Linked DNA regions of Sus scrofa: all the other regions are linked to region 2. The links are chromatin contacts, called in public Hi-C maps. All regions are on one chromosome and are shown on one strand. The core of a region is the stretch at or near the end of the contact, and the rest is flanking DNA. Distances in the headings are between cores, read along the strand shown. Region 1 overlaps SCFD2 (sec1 family domain-containing protein 2). Region 2 has its middle 150 kb from the start of CHIC2. Region 3 overlaps SCFD2 (sec1 family domain-containing protein 2).

Region 1 (3,403 bases), core at 208-2,707, 610 kb after region 2:
CCTAGGCCTCTAGATGTAAGGGCATTTTCTCAGTCCCCATTCTTTGCAACATTCGGTATTAGATTCTCACCTCTGTCTTGGACATCTCTTTGTTTTCTGCAACTTTAGGCTCTCCTGATTGTGATGGAGTAGTGTAAAGTCAGTTACATGTGGAGGTGCATCACAGTTCTGCTGCTCATTGGCCAAACATCAATTTATTTTCCCATAAGAATGGGGGAGATAGCTATTTTGTAATTTCGGAGGAGAAAGAAACCTCTGAGCAGAGCAAAGGTTATGATCGTTATGCAAACCGGAGTTAGTATGCTGCAGTTATAGTCTACCTTTGAGGAAATCTGCATGGGAAGCCGTATTATAGGAAGGTTGTTTGATGGGAGTAAAATCCAGACAATCAACTCAAGTTAGATGATTTTACCCTTTCTTTCTGGGAAATGTACTTATTCATTCTTTTCGCTTGGTTTCTCTTTTTCTCCTCTTTGTGCTTAAACTCTCCCTTTTGATAACACATTCTTTTAGCCGAATTCTAAATATTTTTTCCATTTTCAGCTTACATATCATTACATTCTGTTACCCCTTCCTGACTCTCTTCACCCCCTAAATCACCTTGGCTATCTCTGAGATTCCCAAACCTCTGTGGTCACATTTTTACAGGAAAACCTCTTGGGCTACATTTCCAGATGATGATCTCATCCATTGCATCGCGCAGCTTCTTAATTTACTCTCCTTGTTGTGGGGCAGTGGAGTTTTAGCTCCGTAGACTCATCATCAGTTCTTCTTTTTCAAATTAAGTGTGATGAATTCTTCCAAGCATTTCTGAAAAGACAAGCCTTTTTTCTTTTTTTTCTCTTTTAATTTTAATGCCACACCTGTGGCATATGGAGGTTCCAAGGTTTGGGGTCTAATCGGAGCTGTAGCTGCGAGCATACGCCACAGCAACGCAGGATCTGAGCCACGTCTGCGACCTACACCATAGCTCACGGCAATGCCAGATCCTTAACCCACTGAGCGAAGCCAGGGATTGAACCCGCAAGCTCATGGTTCCTAGTCAGATTCGTTTCTACTGCGCTACAAAGGAAACTCTGACAAGCCTTTAACAATCACATTTTTTCAAGTTCTGAGCCGCTGGCATAGCTCTAGTTTGTTAGTGTCCATCCTAAAATGTGATGTCGGGAGCTGAATAAAGACACTGTCTTGTTCTTTGCCTCTTTTTGGCCATCATACTTCTCTTAATGAAGTCACAGATGAAATTATTGAGTTTTGCTTCCCTCCGATGCCACGCCCACTGTCATTTCCGGCTTTTACAATTTCGCAATACTGGCTTTGAGAAACAGCAATAACTCAAAACACCCTAAAATTTTATTCGATATATAGTGTTTTCAGTATAACTCTGCTTCTTACTGGTACTTGAGTTTATCTAGTTGTGGCTGGATAACAGCCGTGTTTTGATCACATTTTTATCTTTTGCTTTCGTTTTGGATTAAGGGGAGCATGTGTCCACACACATCTGTGTGTGTGTGTGTGTGTGTGTGTGTGTGTGTGTGTGTCTATGTGTTATGTGGAGTAGGTGTGGACATTGTCAAGCTTTGCAAAATAGATATCGTAAAGCCTAATAAGACCAACATACCATCTGATATATGATAATTTATAAGAGGTAAGAGCATCTGGATAGGGCACATACACTGACTGTTAAGTCTCACACATCTTTGTCTTCATGTATTAGCTGTTGCCACAGTTTGAGGAATGAGGAAGGGAATTGACTATTATTGAACAGCTACTTTGTTTTTTTTGCGTTTTTTTTTTTTTTTTTTTTTTTTGCTTTTTTAGGGCTGCACCCGTGGCATATGGAGGTTCCCAGGCTAGGGGTCGAATCAGAGCCGCCCGCCTACTCCACAGACACAGCAGCATCAGATCCGACCCACGTCTGCGACCACAGCTCACGGCAACACCAGATCCTTAACCTACTGAGTGAGGCCAGGGATGGAACCCACAACCTCATGGTTCCTAGTTGGATTTGTTTTGGCTGGGCCACAATGGGAATTCCTGACCAGCTGCTTTGTTTCAGGTACTGTAACAAGTTTTACATAGTTTGTGTAATTTAATCCTCCCAGCAGTCTTGTGAATTTGGTACCCTTTCCCCACAGCCCGCTTCATTTCACAGACAAGGAACACTAAGACTCAAGAAGGTTAAGTTTCTTTTCCGGGATTACTGTGCCAGTTGTTAACTGTCTCTTCAATCTCAGCCCACCCTTGTGCTCCTGATGCTGGGGATGAGACCCTGCACACCACATTCTGCTTTTCCAGCTGGTGGCCTGGCGGGCTGTGCTAGTAAGGGATGCCCGAGGGAAACTGCAAGCCTGAAAGGGGAAAAGGCAACTTGTCACATCCTGCCTGCCTCCTCTGGACTTGCTTCTGCCTGTGACTGCCATGCCAACCACACTTCTTCACCCCTGCAGTGGCAGGTCTTTTCTGTGGCAGCAACAGAATTCAGTTTGCAGTTCTTCCAATACTTGCAGAACCAGCTTCACAGCACCCCCTCCTTGGATATACCAGCCCAGCTAGGCAGTGCTCTGTTCTCAGAGGTATAATTCCATCCTCCTCCCTGCTGGTGACAGCTGCTTCCAACAGTTGCTACCTGTGTGATACCTTGGAGTTCCTTTTTTACCTTTCTGTAACCCAGTTAACAATTCTCTGTGCTCCAATAACTGGTGTGTTTCCTACCTTTTGCCTGGGTCCCGACTAATACAGTCTTAGAGGGGGTGAGCCAGAATATAGTCCTGGTCTCCCTGACTTCTCTAGCAGGCCTCTTTCATTTTGAGAAATCAAACTATGGGGGTGGAGGTGGGGCAGGAGGAGCGGCTACAGAGCCACAAACACAGATATGATTGTGCCATTACTCTGTCTAACCTCTGGTGGTTCCCCAGCCTCAAGATAGTGTCCAAACTCCTTAGCATGCTATTTGTATGTCTTTCCGACTTCTGGCCTCACACGCAATTCACCCATCGACTCGAATTGCTTTTCCTCCCTACTCCCCATTCACCAGAAGGAACTTCTGTAGATCCAGGTCTTGGTTGTTTTTGCCTGAAATATTTTCACCTGATTGTCCCTCCACATACTCTCCACCCTTCTCTACCTGTGCCTCTGGAGGCTAGCAGTTATGGGGTGCCTCAGCAGGCTTTTCCGGCCTCGCGGTTGGGTTTGGCCAGTGGGAGGCATGGGCAGGAGATTTAGAGGGTGAGAGGGAGCATGGTTAGGTCTTGTCTGCCTGGCTTCATCCCTGTCAGGATGCAGTTGGTTGCTTCCCTCTGTCCTTCCCTGCTTGATTTTCCTTAACCTTCCTTATTTCCCCTTAGCCTAACTTACAAATTCCTGTCATTAAACTCACCTTATTTCCCGTGTTTGAGCCTGT
Region 2 (3,283 bases), core at 273-2,772:
CCTGTGTGACCCTGTTTTAGCAACCTGGGACATCTTTATTTTGGTGTCCCAAACAGTTTAGCTTACCCAGGGCCACCGCTTTGCACCCCAAACCATTTAATGATGGTTGTTCCGTGCTGCCCCTCAAATGCGGGTGTAAGGCAGAAAAGAGGATCTGTTGTTGGCAGTTTCTCTGCTCCGTTTGGATTACTAGGGAGCAAAAGATAAAACCCGGGCAGAAAGCAATGTGTCAGCAGGAACGGACCAAGGTTCCCTACCCACTGGGTAACCCTTTGCTTGGGAGAGATGGTTTCGTCTGAGTAGCTTGAGAACTTCTCAAATAATTCGGTTATGAAGCTCTTGTAACTGTCTTGGGAGATAGGAAGGAAGAGACTTTGTGGACAGAATAAATTGCCAGAGCACTTGAACTGACCAAAGCAGTGCTGGCAGGGAAGGGCCTTTCTGTTTTTGGAATGACTTATACATTTTTAAAAGGCCTATGTGGAAATTAAAAATTTATATGCCCTCTTTGAGTGGTTGACCTGAATCACGATTTGTAGTGACTTCTTTCTTGTGAGCCTATGTTTGGAGGGGCTTCGGGGTACACAGATCGGGGGGAGGGAAGAAGAGGTGCTGGGGGGCCCTGAGCTTATGAGGACAGGTTAGAGCCCTCTTGGCTCTGTGCCTGAATGCAAATTACTTCATTTGGGGAGTTCTTGTGTTTCAGTGAGTTAAGAACCCGACTGGTATCCATGAGGGTGTGGGTTCAATCCCTGGCCTCGCTCAGTGAGTTAAGGATCTGGTGTTGCCATGAGCTGTGGTGTAGGTCACAGATGAGGCTTGGATCTGGCATTGCTGTGGCTGTGGCTGTGGCTGTAGCACAGCTGCAGCTCCAATTAGACCCCTAGCCTGGGAACTTCCATATGCCACACTTGCAGCCCTAAAAAGAAAAAAAAAATTCACTTCATTTGGTTTGAAAGCTTTAAACGTCATATTGTTGAGGCTTCTGTGCATCAATTAATCATCTTCTGTGTCCGTGCACCTGCTGTGTATGCAATCAGGCATCAAGGCGCCTAGGAAAGATGTGTTCTGATGGGAAAGGGGAGACTTCATTGGGGCTTCAAATTCTAGGAAATCAAGTTTGTGGTCTGCAAACTGAATCACTCTGTTCTTAAATTTTAGCCCGAGTTCCTGCAGCTTTGGGTCCTTCCTTTCCCAGGACAGTTCTGGAGACAGACCTTCAGCTCCATTCTGCTCCGAAGGGAACTTGTGCTGTGTCAGGTCATTTGGAAAAAATGATGAGATCAAGTCATTATCAGCACGAATGGAGCAGTAGGGAATGGGTCCCAGGGAACCTTCCCTAATCCCATAACTCTTTGAAAAGCCCTGCAAAGATGCTCTTGCCAAGTCCTGTCTCATCAAGCCAGGGGTGTTATCCTTACAAAAGGAACATCAGGACTCTTCTTATCCATGGTATCCTCTCACCAACAGTAGATCTCTAAATTATCAGGGGTAAAGTATGTTCAAGACTCAGAAAATATCCATCAAAGCACAAAGTCAGGAAACAGATCTGTTTAGTTGTTTTTCTTTCTGCTAAAAGCCTTTGAGGAAGCATTTGCATTGGCCTATGCCCAGGTGTCTAGAATCAGCCAGATTACAAGCGGGGACTTCTCAGCTGGGTGGTGATCAGAATGCTTCCTCTACAAGAGGGCTTCCATCCAGATATACGGAGATGGAATCGGAAACTCAGGTCTTTACTGACTTAATTGCATAGAGCCCCACAGCAGCCTGGTAAGGAACTGTCAATGTGTTGCAATCTTTTGGAAATACTGACACCAAAAGATTTCATTATGAAAAATTATTATCCAATGAGGAAAGCAGAACAAATTACAGAAAATTCTAGAGTCCCCGTGCACATCATTGAAATGGGTGCTACCTAAGAGAAAAGTCACGTTGAGTTTATATGCTTTCTTTAGGAAATAGGAATCCTTAGTCCTTGAGTCCAATACAGCTATACTAGAGGGAAGGAGATGTCCATTTATCAACAAGAAAATGTACATTTGTGTCAAAAGCTAAGGGGATTAAAAAAAATAATATCCTTGTAAGTTTCTTTATTGGGACCATGAATGAAATACTGAATATTAATTGTTTGCATTTACATGACATTTTACTCATCAGAGAACTTTCTGACCATTTGGCAACAGAGGTGAGCTGTGGGGGGAAGATTAGGAGAAAAGCCAGGTGACAGTGTAAGTTCATGAAGGAAACCGGAAACGGAAACTAAAGAGTGTTATTTCCGCTCATTTGGGTAACGGACTGGTGTTGGACAAACTGTCCCAGGAAATAATCAAGAGAAGAGCAGGCGTCGTGATGAAAGACTTCCTTCTCTTCTTTTCCTCCCAACGCTTCTTCTCTGACCACAGTTTGAACACATTTCAATCACCAGCGGCCCCAGCAGGGCGAGGATGCCACAGGGCTGCCTCTCTGCCTGGTAGCGTTCAAGGGTTGTATCCAGGGCTCTTCCCGGAAGTGCGGGTGGAGCCCGGTGAGTTACCGTATTTCCCCTGCAACTGCCGCCGTTTCACCAAAACCATAGGGCTGGGCTGCCAGGGACTGCTCTGTGCTGGCACTGGATGTACACATTGTCTAAAAGAATAAAGGGCAAGTAGGCACCTATAAAGTGTAACGACTGTTCAGTTAGCTTTTCCACGGGAATGTGGAATGGGCTGATATAGATCTAGTCCAGGAATCCCTCTTAGCCCTGAGGTCCCCGTGTTCTAGGACATTTTCTGCAGACTGGCTTAAGCCATGGTAGCGTTAAATAAATAAAGCATGACGCTGCTACCTTCTGGGGAACACAGCAGATTCTTCTGGTTAGTGGGGGGAACGCAGTGAGCTATGCACAGAGCCTTTCTGAACCAGGAGCAGCCAGCTTCCCATCTGACAAAACAGATTTGCCAGCTTGACTTTGAACTTAAGTCAACAAAGACAGAAAAAGTGTGGGAAATGCAGTCATTTCAAGGGAGGACTCCGTGACTATTTTGTGAACTAAGGCGGCAAGGTCTTTACAAGGATGTTAGGAATTTATTTTTCAGAACCTTCCAGAAGACGATGCATATGAAAATATCATGTAAACTGTAGAGTTCTTCCTGAAAGGACGTTTTTAGACTCAGCAGCGTGAAAGTACTGAAAATATCAGGGAAGCCTGAATGGAAGCATGAAAGAGACCTTGACAGGTCCTTTCTAGGTGCACAGGAAAGTGTGTTCATTTTTAGAGGTGTTATTAAAGAGAGTGAAGATGCTG
Region 3 (3,484 bases), core at 574-3,073, 830 kb after region 2:
TTATTTCAGTGTGTTTCTTATTTAGCTAGTTTTTACTCAGCTTTTCTCTCCTTTTTTTTTTTTTTTTCATATGTGATTGAAATGTTTTCCACGTTTATTTCCAGTGGGTGAAGTGTGGTCCGTTGCATAACCACCCCTACCCCTGGATAATTGCCCTCCTTATTTTTAGGAAGCAGAAAATAGCCTATTGTTTTATAATTACTCAGTGGTGCCCACCCAAACATGAGGATTATGCAAGAACTTTTGCTGCTTCTCTCGTTCAGGGAAGGGAATGGGGATGGAAGCAGGAGGGAGGATAAAATTTTGATCTTTTTTTTTTTTAATGGCCACGCCCACAGCATATGGAAGTTCCCCAGCCAGGGATTGAATTCGAGCTGCAGCTGCAGCAATGTTGGGTCCTTTAACCCACTGTGCTAAGCTGGGATCGAACATACACCTCTGCAGCAACCCGAGCCTCAGCAGTCGGCCTCTGAACGCACTGATTTTGATCATCTTTGCATGTCCTGAAATGCCGTCTTGGAAAAGAGTCATATTTTCTCAGGTTTCCTTAGAGACTTAAAAAAAGAAAAAAAAAAAAAAAAAAGCCATACACACCTACCTTAAAATTAGTGACAAGAGTGACAGGTATACATTTTTTTTTCCACCTGTCTTCTAACCAGAACCTCTTACTCATTTCTAACATGACTCATTTATTTTGTCTAGTACAAAGATGTAAAATACTCACTGAGAGCTAAAGAGCTCAGGAATTCCAGCTAGATAAAAATTTTGTACAACAATAAAGAAAATAATAAAAAATAAAATTAGAAACCTCAGCAGTAGCTTATTTCATAAACCCTATAAACAACAGATACTTAAAATAATTTTTTTGCACAATGAAGCACTGGAGATTGAAAAATTAGGAGTTCCCATCATGGCGCAGCAGAAACGAATCCAACTAGGAACCAAGAGGTTGCAGGTTCGATCCCTGGCCTCGCTCAGTGGGTTGAGGATCTGGCATTGCCATGAGCTATGGTGTAGGTCGCAGACGGCTCAGATCTGCCATTGCTGTGGCTGTGGTATAGGCCAGCGGCTACAGCTACAGCTCCGATTAGACCCCTAGCCTGGGAACCTCTATATGCCGTGGGTGCAGCCCTAAAAAAGACAAAAAAAAAAAAAAAAAATCTGCGTAAAGATTTTGGAGGCTTTTCAAAGATTCATAGTATAACAGTATACAATTTGTATAGAATTTCTTGATTTGTTTGCCCCCCTAACAAATGAAAATATTAGCACAGGACAGATACGATTTTCTAGCTTTCTGCTCCTGTACGATCCAGGATGATAACCAAAAAGCTAATTTTGTGACAACAGTTTTATTTCCATGGCAACTGACTTGTAATGTTACAAACAGTGGATTATTGACTGGTTCATGATGAAGCTTAAGGAAGGTTCCTATTCAAATAGGATCATCCAAACCCAACACCAAGGGGAATACTGTCAGAGCTGCTTCCAGCAGTGTGTCCTTTTCAAAAATGTTCTCATTATTCTGAGAGCTGTGTTTTTATTTTGTGAGGGGTTTTGTTGTTGTCGTTATTGTTTAATGTTCTCATTTTGTTTGCTTTACTTCTTTATCCCCTCTTCCCCCAGAGGTGATGGGATGGAAAAATGCTTATTTTTAGCAACAGAAGCCCCCCTCCCTGAAGAAGCAGTCTCCACTTTCGATTTAATTCTTCCTGCATAAATGAGATTTATTTTGAAACTTCAGTCAAAAACATCTGTACTTTGTGCAGGACAAACATGTGCTTTCTTCCAAGAGCTGCTGACCTTCCTGATGTTAGATAAACCCATGTTGCTCTGTGAAAGCCCCTGGTAGAAGCAAAGACTGCAGTGGGAAATAGAAACCCACTCATTCTTTAACCCAGAGCGCCTCTCTGTGGCCTCAACAAGTTACTACAGAAGGAGGATGAAAGCATCCCAACTGTTTACCAGTTGGCGTTGCATTCCCCACCCCGCAGTCTCCTTCGTACTTTTGAAAGGCAAAATGCAGTTTCATAACCGTATTATTTGACGACTTGCTGTGAATACGAAGCTCCTGAGAGCACATCTTGGAAGATGAGCCACTCTTAGCGGACATTCTACTGGAGCTATTTTTCTCATAGGGATGAGAGGAGGAGCTGAAAGAGACTTATCTGAACCACCCAAAGATGGACAACACGGCTTTGAGAGATTTTCTTTCTCGTGGGTAGTCAGCCCTCATTCATGCTGCTTCTTCCACAGGTTAGACTAGTTATAACTGTCTCTACCTTACTTTTCTGCAGCCCTTCCTAGGTTATAAATCCCCTCAGGGCAGGGCTGTTGTGTCCCTCACCTCTGTATTTCCAAAGCACAGCACAGTGCCTGGCACAAAGTAGGTCTTCAGGAAATGCTGGATGAATCATAGGTGTTTAAGGACCAACAGTGGTGGATCAGAGACATAAAATCCTTAATCTTGGTCCGTGTCCTGACCATCCGAGTGTATGGTTAGCCTTTATTGCTGTGTTTTGCTGTACTTACTCTTTGAAAATTGCCTTAAATATACTGAGCTTTGCTTAATGAGAAACCGAGGTAGCAAATAGTAGACCCTATAATAAAGCTGGACAGTTTGACTTAGTGTCTCTTCTCCCTCCCGACTTGCTGGCTTTTGGTTTGTTTTGCTAAATCATTAGCTTGTAATGTCTACTTTTTATTCAAAACATCTGCCACCCAGTACAACACCAGTAAAATCTTCCAATGGACACTAAAAGCTCAGAGGAAAAAAATAGTCCCATTACCCTAGTAGCAGGGAATGCTGAGTTCTGCTGCTTTTCAGGGAACAGGGGACCCCCCCCCCCGCTTCACAACCGCTATTTTCTTATTCAATTGTCATCTGCATTGAAACATGCTATGTAGGTAACACTTTTTTTTAGAGGTGCATTTAACTATGTTTTGAGAATTGAACTTTATCCCACCAAACACGTGGATCATTCAGTGTACATTTATAGATCCCCTCTATGTGTTTGGCATTGTGCTAGGCTTACAGAAGTGGGTGGCACAGTCCTGCCTGGGCCCCGGGTGGAGGCTGAGGGAATTGTAATGTGGGTGACCTGTACACATACGGCTGAGACCAGTGGTGAGAGTGATGCCTCTGCATACTTGATAAATGTGGCAGGATCAGAATTCAAGACCTTTTTTTTTTCTTTTTTTGTTTTTTGTTTTTTTTTTGCTATTTCTTGGGCCTCTCCCGCGGCATATGGAGGTTCTCAGGCTAGGGGTCTGATCGGAGCTGTAGCCACTGGCCTACGCCAGAGCCACAGCAACGCAGGACCGAGCTGCGTCTGCAACCTACACCACAGCTCACGGCAATGCCAGATCGTTAACCCACTGAGCAAGGGCAGGGACCGAACCCACAACCTCATGGTTCCTAGTCGAATTCGTTAACCACTGCGCCACGACGGGAACTCCTCAAGACCTTTCTTAATGGCTGCACCCT

Evidence for each region. A called contact is a pair of places that touch in the nucleus more often than the background predicts.
Region 1: a Hi-C map of retroperitoneal adipose tissue shows a contact between it and region 2, with 2.0 times the contacts expected there. The contact joins two enhancer-like sites. A contact is called at or near these places in 4 of 47 Hi-C or Micro-C datasets (embryonic fibroblasts, heart right ventricle, mesenteric adipose tissue and 1 more).
Region 3: a contact with region 2 is called in a Hi-C map of retroperitoneal adipose tissue, with 2.2 times the contacts expected there. The contact joins two enhancer-like sites. A contact is called at or near these places in 11 of 47 Hi-C or Micro-C datasets (embryonic fibroblasts, epiblast stem cells, fetal heart ventricle and 7 more).

What each region holds. Positions count from the first base shown.
Region 1 is chr8:40,085,940-40,089,342 of Sscrofa11.1, reverse strand. All of the region lies in intron 3 of SCFD2 (sec1 family domain-containing protein 2), which reads left to right. Among named protein-coding and RNA genes, the nearest start is that of SCFD2, 58 kb to the left of the region's middle. Within about 2 kb of position 1,457, at least 4 of the 83 cell types and tissues checked have an H3K27ac peak or open chromatin away from gene starts, as enhancers often do. A contact at or near this core is called in retroperitoneal adipose tissue, where this site is marked.
Region 2 is chr8:40,698,975-40,702,257 of Sscrofa11.1, reverse strand. No RefSeq gene overlaps it. Among named protein-coding and RNA genes, the nearest start is that of CHIC2, 150 kb to the left of the region's middle. Within about 2 kb of position 1,522, at least 7 of the 83 cell types and tissues checked have an H3K27ac peak or open chromatin away from gene starts, as enhancers often do. A contact at or near this core is called in retroperitoneal adipose tissue, where this site is marked.
Region 3 is chr8:39,867,115-39,870,598 of Sscrofa11.1, reverse strand. All of the region lies in intron 5 of SCFD2 (sec1 family domain-containing protein 2), which reads left to right. Among named protein-coding and RNA genes, the nearest start is that of RASL11B, 170 kb to the right of the region's middle. Within about 2 kb of position 1,823, at least 26 of the 83 cell types and tissues checked have an H3K27ac peak or open chromatin away from gene starts, as enhancers often do. A contact at or near this core is called in retroperitoneal adipose tissue, where this site is marked.